3 separate regions of the Gossypium hirsutum genome follow, and all the other regions are linked to region 3. Evidence: chromatin contacts called from public Hi-C data. All regions are on one chromosome and are shown on one strand. Each heading gives the region's core, a stretch centred on a gene start, on an enhancer-like site or on the middle of the called end of the contact. The rest is flanking DNA. Distances are from core to core; before and after follow the strand shown. Region 1 holds the start of LOC107947722. Region 2 holds the start of LOC107948238 (ribosome-binding factor PSRP1, chloroplastic). Region 3 holds the start of LOC107948794 (caffeic acid 3-O-methyltransferase).

Evidence for each region. Hi-C and Micro-C count contacts between places; a contact is called where the count stands out from the background.
Region 1: a Hi-C map of leaf shows a contact between it and region 3, with 3 times the contacts expected there. The contact joins the promoter of LOC107947722 here to the promoter of LOC107948794 in region 3. A contact is called at or near these places in 8 of 34 Hi-C or Micro-C datasets (anther, callus, hypocotyl and 1 more).
Region 2: a contact with region 3 is called in a Hi-C map of leaf, with 3 times the contacts expected there. The contact joins the promoter of LOC107948238 here to the promoter of LOC107948794 in region 3. A contact is called at or near these places in 5 of 34 Hi-C or Micro-C datasets (leaf and petal).

Annotation. Positions count from the first base shown.
Region 1 is chrA08:89,067,777-89,070,476 of Gossypium_hirsutum_v2.1, forward strand. LOC107947722 reads left to right here and starts at 1,285. Exons shown (of 15, transcript XM_041074532.1): 1 at 1,285-1,656; 2 at 1,935-2,019; 3 at 2,180-2,282; 4 at 2,375-2,459. The coding sequence starts at 1,540.
Region 2 is chrA08:88,939,120-88,941,819 of Gossypium_hirsutum_v2.1, forward strand. LOC107948238 (ribosome-binding factor PSRP1, chloroplastic) reads left to right here and starts at 1,346. Exons shown (of 6, transcript XM_016882718.2): 1 at 1,346-1,764; 2 at 2,109-2,208; 3 at 2,211-2,251; 4 at 2,340-2,627. The coding sequence starts at 1,465.
Region 3 is chrA08:88,157,485-88,160,184 of Gossypium_hirsutum_v2.1, forward strand. It overlaps LOC107948794 (caffeic acid 3-O-methyltransferase), which reads left to right and starts at 1,342. Exons shown (of 4, transcript XM_016883445.2): 1 at 1,342-1,997. The coding sequence starts at 1,579.

The DNA of each region.
Region 1 (2,700 bases), core at 35-2,534, 910 kb after region 3:
TTATCTCATGATAACCATTACATCTTCCTTCATGAAAAAATTGATTATTAATAAATAGTAATTAAATCACTTATCTTTAAGACAAATGAACAATGATCACGTTACTTTTCATCTATCATGTAATATCGATGAGAAGATACCTTTTACCTTTTATTAGGCTATGTATTCCACTATTACAAATAAAAACTATCAAATAATACCATTTTTTTGTCTCTAAATGCTACTTGAATGAATTTTTTTTGTTAATGCATCCATTTATAGTATTAAGTCTTAGTTTTAATTTATATATAACAATAACCTAATTAAGTAATAAGTATAATTTAATATAGATTCAAATTCTAAAATTTTAACTCCACAAGTTGTATTTAAAGAGGATAATTATCCTATACATCGCCTGTGGAGTAATAAAAAAAACTCCACAAATGGGTCTTGATTGATGCCATTTGTTTTTAGGGTATAATAAAATAATAATTAAATAATTAAAAAAGACACTTGACATTATCTTAGACCCGTTTGTGGAGTTTTTTTTTCTTAACTTCACCGGTAGTGGACAGAATAATTACCCATTTAAAAAATAATAAAAATACGGCACGTGATAAAATCTCAACTTGCTTGTAAAATAAAAACTTTTCACCACGTGTGTATCAAATAATTACCCATATATATAATATGTATATATCATTTATCTAAATGATTTTATTGTTTTTAATTTATCTAATTATATTCCATGAATTAAAAAGTTAACTAATATTACTTTCAATATTATCACATAATAATTAGTAATATGCTAATAAATTATTATTCTAATTTTAATTTAGTAATACAATCAATAATAAAAGATATTATAGTGATTTCAAATTTTTTTTTAAAACTCGTCCTTTTATATTTATATATAATATATAATAGATTATAGATAACATATTATTTATATTAAAGGCTGTATATTATATATTTTATCTTTTTGAAAGTATATAATATTTATTTTTAATTATAAAAAATAAACATGTTTATTCAATTAGCTCCTGGAAAGCTAATTTAGCTCACGATAATAATAGAGAGCGGAGCGGACCCGACCCGGATCCTTATCAAATCCGAAATTGGGTCCAAGAATCTATAGCCAGGCCAGTGGGAGTTAGCGAAAAGTCCATTTAACTTGCTTTTAAGTTGAAGAAGAGCAGCGAACCTGACCAATCCAACCCGGCCCAATTACAGACTCCGGATCTTACACCTTTCCTTTATTACCGAACTAAAAAATCTCCCAACTTATAAACCTCTTCCAACGACAGTACGACTCGAACTAGGGTTTTCGCTTTGTCACTTACGCTCTGCAACTTGTTTATAAAACCGCATAACTTTCAAGCTCTGCTCTAATTTCCCTCCAAATTTTCCATTCCCGTTTTCCACATTCAATAAAACAAGCTACTATTTTCGTCTTTTAACTATCTAATTTCTCCTCTTTTCTCAACGAAAAAGAGTAAACAAAAAGCTTGTTCCCCTTTTCCACAATAGTGCCCTTTGTTCTCTTAACAGACCATACCAATGGCTTCTCGTTTCCAGGCGGTAACATTGGTGGACTCACCATCGTATCCTAACTCCATCGCCTGGTCCGACGAGAACCTAATTGCCGTGGCATCCGGTCACTTGGTCACCATTCTGGTAAGTTTTTGCTAGCTACAATGACTTTTGCTTTCAAAACCTCGTCTTTTCTAAAAGCCTAGTGGGTGGCTGGGTGCCATCCTTTTCTTTTATGCTGTGTTTTGTTGACGAGAATACTATATTTAAAGGAGGAAACGAAACAAAAAGTAAAAAGAAAAATGTCTTGTGTATACTGTTTGATGTGTGCTGCAGGAACACTGTTTTGTTGCTAAGCATTGAAACTGATCGTAGGCGCTTTTTTTTTTTCTCAAAAAAATGTCAATTAATTATCTTATCAGAATCCGGCATTGCCCTTTGGACCTCGAGGCCTGATCAGTATAAACAGGAGTGAACCTTATCCCATTGGGGCGGTAAAAAGAGAAGGTGCGTCTCTATTGCATGTTTCTAGAGTTCTGACCACAATGTGCTTCAGTTGCCTCAAATTTATTAGTTTGATAAACCTCAACGGGTTGAAGAAGTTTAATCATTGTTTTCGACAAAATTGGGTTGCATTTGACCATTTAGGTATAATTTGTCTCCTCAGATCTAGCATCTGGCTGTTTGTTACCCACCACTTTAAATCGGGATCCTCGTCCTTCTGTTCGATCAGTTTCATGGTCTAATCTTGGAATGGCTCCCAACTCTGGGTAAGAGTCTGAAAGATGTCATTACATTATTCCCTCAATTTCTGCACTTCATATCTGTACTTATGCAAATTTGCTTCAATAAAATGCAACAGGTGCTTTCTGGCTGTTTGCACCACAGAAGGGCGTGTAAAGCTCTATCGTCCTCCCTTTTGTGATTTTTGTGCTGAATGGGTAGAGGTACGTACTTAGGGGGCAGGATAAACTTTTTGGTCTCATTACAGCAAGTTGTAGTTACAATGAAATATTTGAGGTCACTGAAGTGAAGTAGGGACTCAGCAGCACTGTCAAGGCATGCACCTAGGCTCCCCTATGCCTTGCGCCTTAGCATTATACAACAAAAAGCACCTCAGACCCATTTGGGTGAGCCTCATTTGAGGCACACACTTGGTGCCTTAAGTGCACTTTTTGAAAGGCAATA
Region 2 (2,700 bases), core at 96-2,595, 780 kb after region 3:
TACTTCCGCAAGCAGACCTCGCCCATTGGCAGACATTATTCCCTATTAGGAACCCGCATAAGACGAACACAAGTCATAACTACTCTATTTGTATGTTGCATTATGGACTACCCCTTTTATGACAATTTCTTGTGCTTTTTACACTTTCATGCAATGTCCACACATTATTTAACATGATATACACCATTTTTATTAGTATACCCCGTTCATTGGCAGACATTATTCCCTATTAGGAACCCGCATAAGACGAACACAAGTCATAACTACTCTATTTGTATGTTGCATTATGGACTACCCCTTTTATGACAATTTCTTGTGCTTTTTACACTTTCATGCAATGTCCACACATTATTTAACATGATATACACCATTTTTATTAGTATACCCCGTTCATTTTTATAAATGGGAAACATAGAAAAGCTACGTTAAAAGAGATGTAGAAGGGAGAAAAATAGCGGAAGAAGTAGAAGGAAATGGAAAATAAATAAAAAAATTAAAAAATATAAAAGAAAAAAATTAAATTGTTTGAAACGAGAAAATATGGGGATCAATTGTATAATTTAATCTAAATTTTTTTTTAAAATAATAATTTAACATGCCACGTCAACTTAATGTTACGTCGTTAATGGCAATTAACGACCCAATGATTAAAATGTGACAACACGTTAACGAAAGTGACTAGAACATAATATTTCAAACATACATAACTAAAATATAATCTAAAATAAACAAAAGTAATATTTTAATAGTTTACCTTAAATTTTATTTGTGTGTATAATGGATATAAAATTGTAAATTATCTTAATCATACAATATTATATTGCTTTCACACAAATTTAACAAGCTTGTTGCCGGACAAGGAAAAAGATGAGAGATGTATCTAAAAAGACAAGGAAACACCCGTCTAACTCAATTAATGGTCCCATTTACATTATCCATCCCACCTTTATCCTTAATTTATGTATTTATGTCAAGGCAAATAATTATTGGAAATGTTCTTCCAGTTCATATTTAATATATTTTGAAAAATTAATATGGATTATATATTATAAAAATGTGAGAAATTCTTTATGGTTTAAATTAAAAAAAACAAAATTACTAAGAATTAAATAAAATTTACAAGTGCAAAAGGATGACATGAATCAATCTGAAAATTTGAGCTATTTATTTATAAAAACAAATCAACTTTCAAATGTATATTTACAGACACGAATCCTGCAACTTATGTAATACTTTTTAAATATTAAAAAAGATGAAAATTTAAAAAATATATATGTGATATTATTTTTGTGAATTTTGTTGATTACACCTTATAAATATCTAGTCCATGCCATCTCACGTGTCCTTATCCATAAGCCAGACGGCATAATTCCCCCCTCCCCCCTTGTATTTGCCTAATGCCAGATTCTTGTATTTTCTTCCATTTTCATTCAATCCATCCAAAACCCTGCTCTCCTTGTCGAAATGGCGACGACTCTGTTAGCTTCCTCTCAAACAAGCTTCCACCACCCACTCTCTGTCTCTGACTCATCATTTTCAAGTCCTTCATCCTCTTCTTCATCGGTCTCTATGTTCACTCTCACAAAACCTCGAATCCCTTCATTACCTTCTTACAAATCCAGCTTCTTCAACCCAATTGGGAACTATTTCAAGTGCGTTGAGATGGAACCAAGAAAAATCAGGAACTCTTCACTAACAGTTCGAATGTCATGGGACGGTCCACTCGCTTCCGTCAAATTAATCATACAAGGGAAAAGTCTCGAAGTAAATTTACTCTTACTAATCATTTACTTTATTTTTTTTAAAAAAGAAGCTTTTTTACTCAACAATGAGATTTCTCTCTTCCTAGTTTAAGTTGTAGCCCTTCATTGTTTTACTGATGATGCGTCTTTTTCCTATTGGAAGCCCAAGTTTTTTTACTTGAAGCATGTGAAAGACCATCTACATCATAATGATTAATGAAGCACTTAGTTTGGCATCTATATTTGCTTTGGGTTTTGATTTAATTGATTTTTATTATAAGGCCCATGTAGAAATTGTACTTCAATGATGGGAAAGTTTAGAGAAGGTTTTTTCTGCTGTAATAAACTTGTTTTCATCGGATACAGTTAACAGATACAGTTAAGCAGCATGTTGAGGAGAAGGTTGGTAAGGCAGTTCAGAAACATAGCCATCTGGTGAGAGAAGTTGATGTTAGGTTGTCTGTTCGTGGGGAGAACTTGGGAAAGGTCCCAGGATTCGAAGATGTGAGGTACTTTCCCAATCCTGATATTTGATGTTTGCATTTTGAATTTTAGACACTTAGCTTACTTTTTGCTCTGATGGGTTTTTGTTTGAAGGTGACTTTGTTTACAAAGAAGCATGGAGTAGTTCGAGCAGAAGAAGATGCTGAGACAGTATATGGGAGTATAGATTTGGTGTCCTCAATTCTACAAAGAAAGTTAAGGAAGATTAAGGAGAAAGAATCAGATCGTGGCCGCCACATGAAAGGCTTCAGTAGATCAAAAGTTAGAGAACCGGTGGCGGTAGTAGTAGATGATGATGCAGAGGCCGTTCCCGAGCAGGTAGTAGCAGATGATGATGTAGCAGCGGTTCCCGAACAGGAGGATGATAGCTTTATAGATGAGGTTTATTTCATCAACTTTTAACCTATTGATCTGTTTATGGAATTAGTTTTCTTGCAGATATTTTTCATATATT
Region 3 (2,700 bases), core at 92-2,591:
CTTGTCCTCGGGGTCGTATGAGTTGGTTATGTTTTGGCGGTCCCTACGGAGGGTGAATAGCGGGTTGTCTCTATGCTGGTTCGGATAAGATTCATAAAGGGCCATCTACGAACCATCCTACATGAATGGTTAATATAAATGATTCCTTATGGAGGGTTGTACGCGAATTGCTCCCAATGGAGGGTTATTTGCTGGTTGTCCAACAACTTGCCATATGTCTTGCCATATGTCCTGCTGAGTGGAGGTATAACAATTGCCTTCCAGTCGAGAGGTAAGTTATAAAGTGGCTTGTCGAGACCTTTCAGATAGCCAACCATTGTAAAGGGTTAGTAGAGCGAGTCATGTCATAGGTTAGTAGGTGTTTATTTATTGACTTGATTGAATATATGTATTTTTATAGAAGGATTATGGTTAAAGTTTGTTATGATTATTATTGAGACTTCTAAAGAGATCAAAATATATTTCCCCAAAATTTTTTCTCACTCATAATTTCTAGAAAATGATGATATAAACATTTATTAAATCAGTTCAAGTAATCATTTGAAAATATAGTATTCAAGATTGAATACATAGAATGTGATATATTATGTGATGTTGTCTTGAGGGGAGTAAATACATACTGCACTCTTTTTCTCTTAACTGAGGTTTTGTCCAACTAGATTTTTCTAGTAAGGGTTTTAATGAGGTAACATGTTATGCATATTTTAGATAGAAAATATTTAGTACATTGCCATTGGTGTTTTAGACTTCACAAATAGGTTTAGGAGGTTGACAAGTGTATTAAGAGATAGAGAGAGAGAGATGAATTTTTTAAGGTTGATTGTGGAATAAAAAAGTACATTGTATGTGTACTCTCTCTTTTTTTCAATTTTTTTTTCAATTTTTGTCTTAATAAGGTTTTAACGACGTACATTATCTAAAGATGGACACTCAAGTGGAGTGTTATAAATGTTTTATTATTATAAAGTGGATGTCTATTAGAATAAGAAGTTTGATATACTTTACGACTCTACTATCCATTAGGAGTTAAGTTTTATTTTCTTTATACTTCTTATATCTATAAATATAAATTTTAAACAAACATTGTAAATATCATGATCAATAAAATAATTACTTTTAGTCTTATTTCTCTTTTCGTTTATTCCCTTTATTTTTTATTTTATGATATTAATATATTAATTAATAAAAATATATTTATATAAAAATATTTATTATTATATAATAATTTAGAACAAAAGCTAATCCAAATTACATTAGACCACATCGAAGGTCTAAACAAATCCAACGAATCAAGTTGAACGGATATAACCCAATAATTAAATAAGCCCACCGTTCCTACCGGGGGAGGGGAAGTGAACTCAGTGGAGTAATAATAATAAAAAAAAAAAGGTGCGGGTGAGGGGTTATCATTTTAGGTGGTGGGCACCGAGTAGCTGTACAGGGGAAATGGGGACCATGAACGAAGTGGTTGTTGAGACAAAACACCATATATAACCCCTCTTCGTGCCTATCAGCCATTACCACTATCATTTAAACTCTTTGTCAGCGTTTCCGATAAAACTCCAATATCCCAAAACAATGGGTTCAACCGGTGAAACCCAAATGACTCCCACCCAAGTCTCGGATGAGGAAGCCAACTTATTCGCCATGCAACTCACCAGTGCCTCAGTCCTTCCGATGGTCCTCAAGTCGGCCATAGAACTTGACCTGCTGGAGATCATGGCCAAAGCTGGCCCAGGTGCTTTCCTCTCCCCAAAAGAATTGGCTTCCCAGCTCCCCACCAACAACCCCGATGCACCTGTCATGCTAGACCGCATCTTGCGCCTCCTGGCTACCTACTCCATCCTCACTTGCTCCTTGCGCACTCTTCCTGATGGCAAAGTGGAGAGACTCTATGGTCTTGGCCCTGTCTGCAAATTCTTGACCAAGAATGAAGATGGCGTCACTCTTTCCGCCCTCAGTCTCATGAATCAAGACAAGGTCCTTATGGAGAGCTGGTCAGTACCTCCTCTACTTATTTTACTTCTTTCCTTTATCTTCAATTTTTTACGTCCTTACAATCTTTAAGGATCTCTCATTACTTTTAAACCCGGATTGCTTTTGGCATAAAAGATGCCACTGTTAGAAAGAGAGGAGATCTTTTAAAATAATTGCATGAACCAATTAAATTTATTTAAACTCCTGCTGTTTGTGACTTTAAGCATATCGCATTTTACTTTCAAGATACACATACTAAATATATTAATAACGAAAGGAGACATTGAAATTGAACGTGATCAGTTACATGAAGAAGAAACGATCATAGTAATACTTTATATGTGGTGAGTTTCAAGCATGTTGTTGATACTTAAAACAAAGTGTGGCTCCCAGTTTTAGTGGAATATATACAACTATGATCCTTCCTGATAACATGATCCTCAACTTTCAAGATTGAGAAGAAAAGAGAGAAGCCGGGATCCCCTAGGTAGGATGTATGTTATACTGCTACAGCATAAGTTAGGTAAATCTGATTAATAATTGAGGCCACCCGCTTGGCATTTGGAATAGCTTACCGAAAAACCGTATTTTTTTTTCATATTTATAATAAAAAAATAAAATAATGAAGATAAAGCTTTTTTTTTGAAAGAGACATAAAGTTGATTTAATTAATGCATATGATTAATTTAAACATGAATTTTTTTCACATAATATCAATTTTAA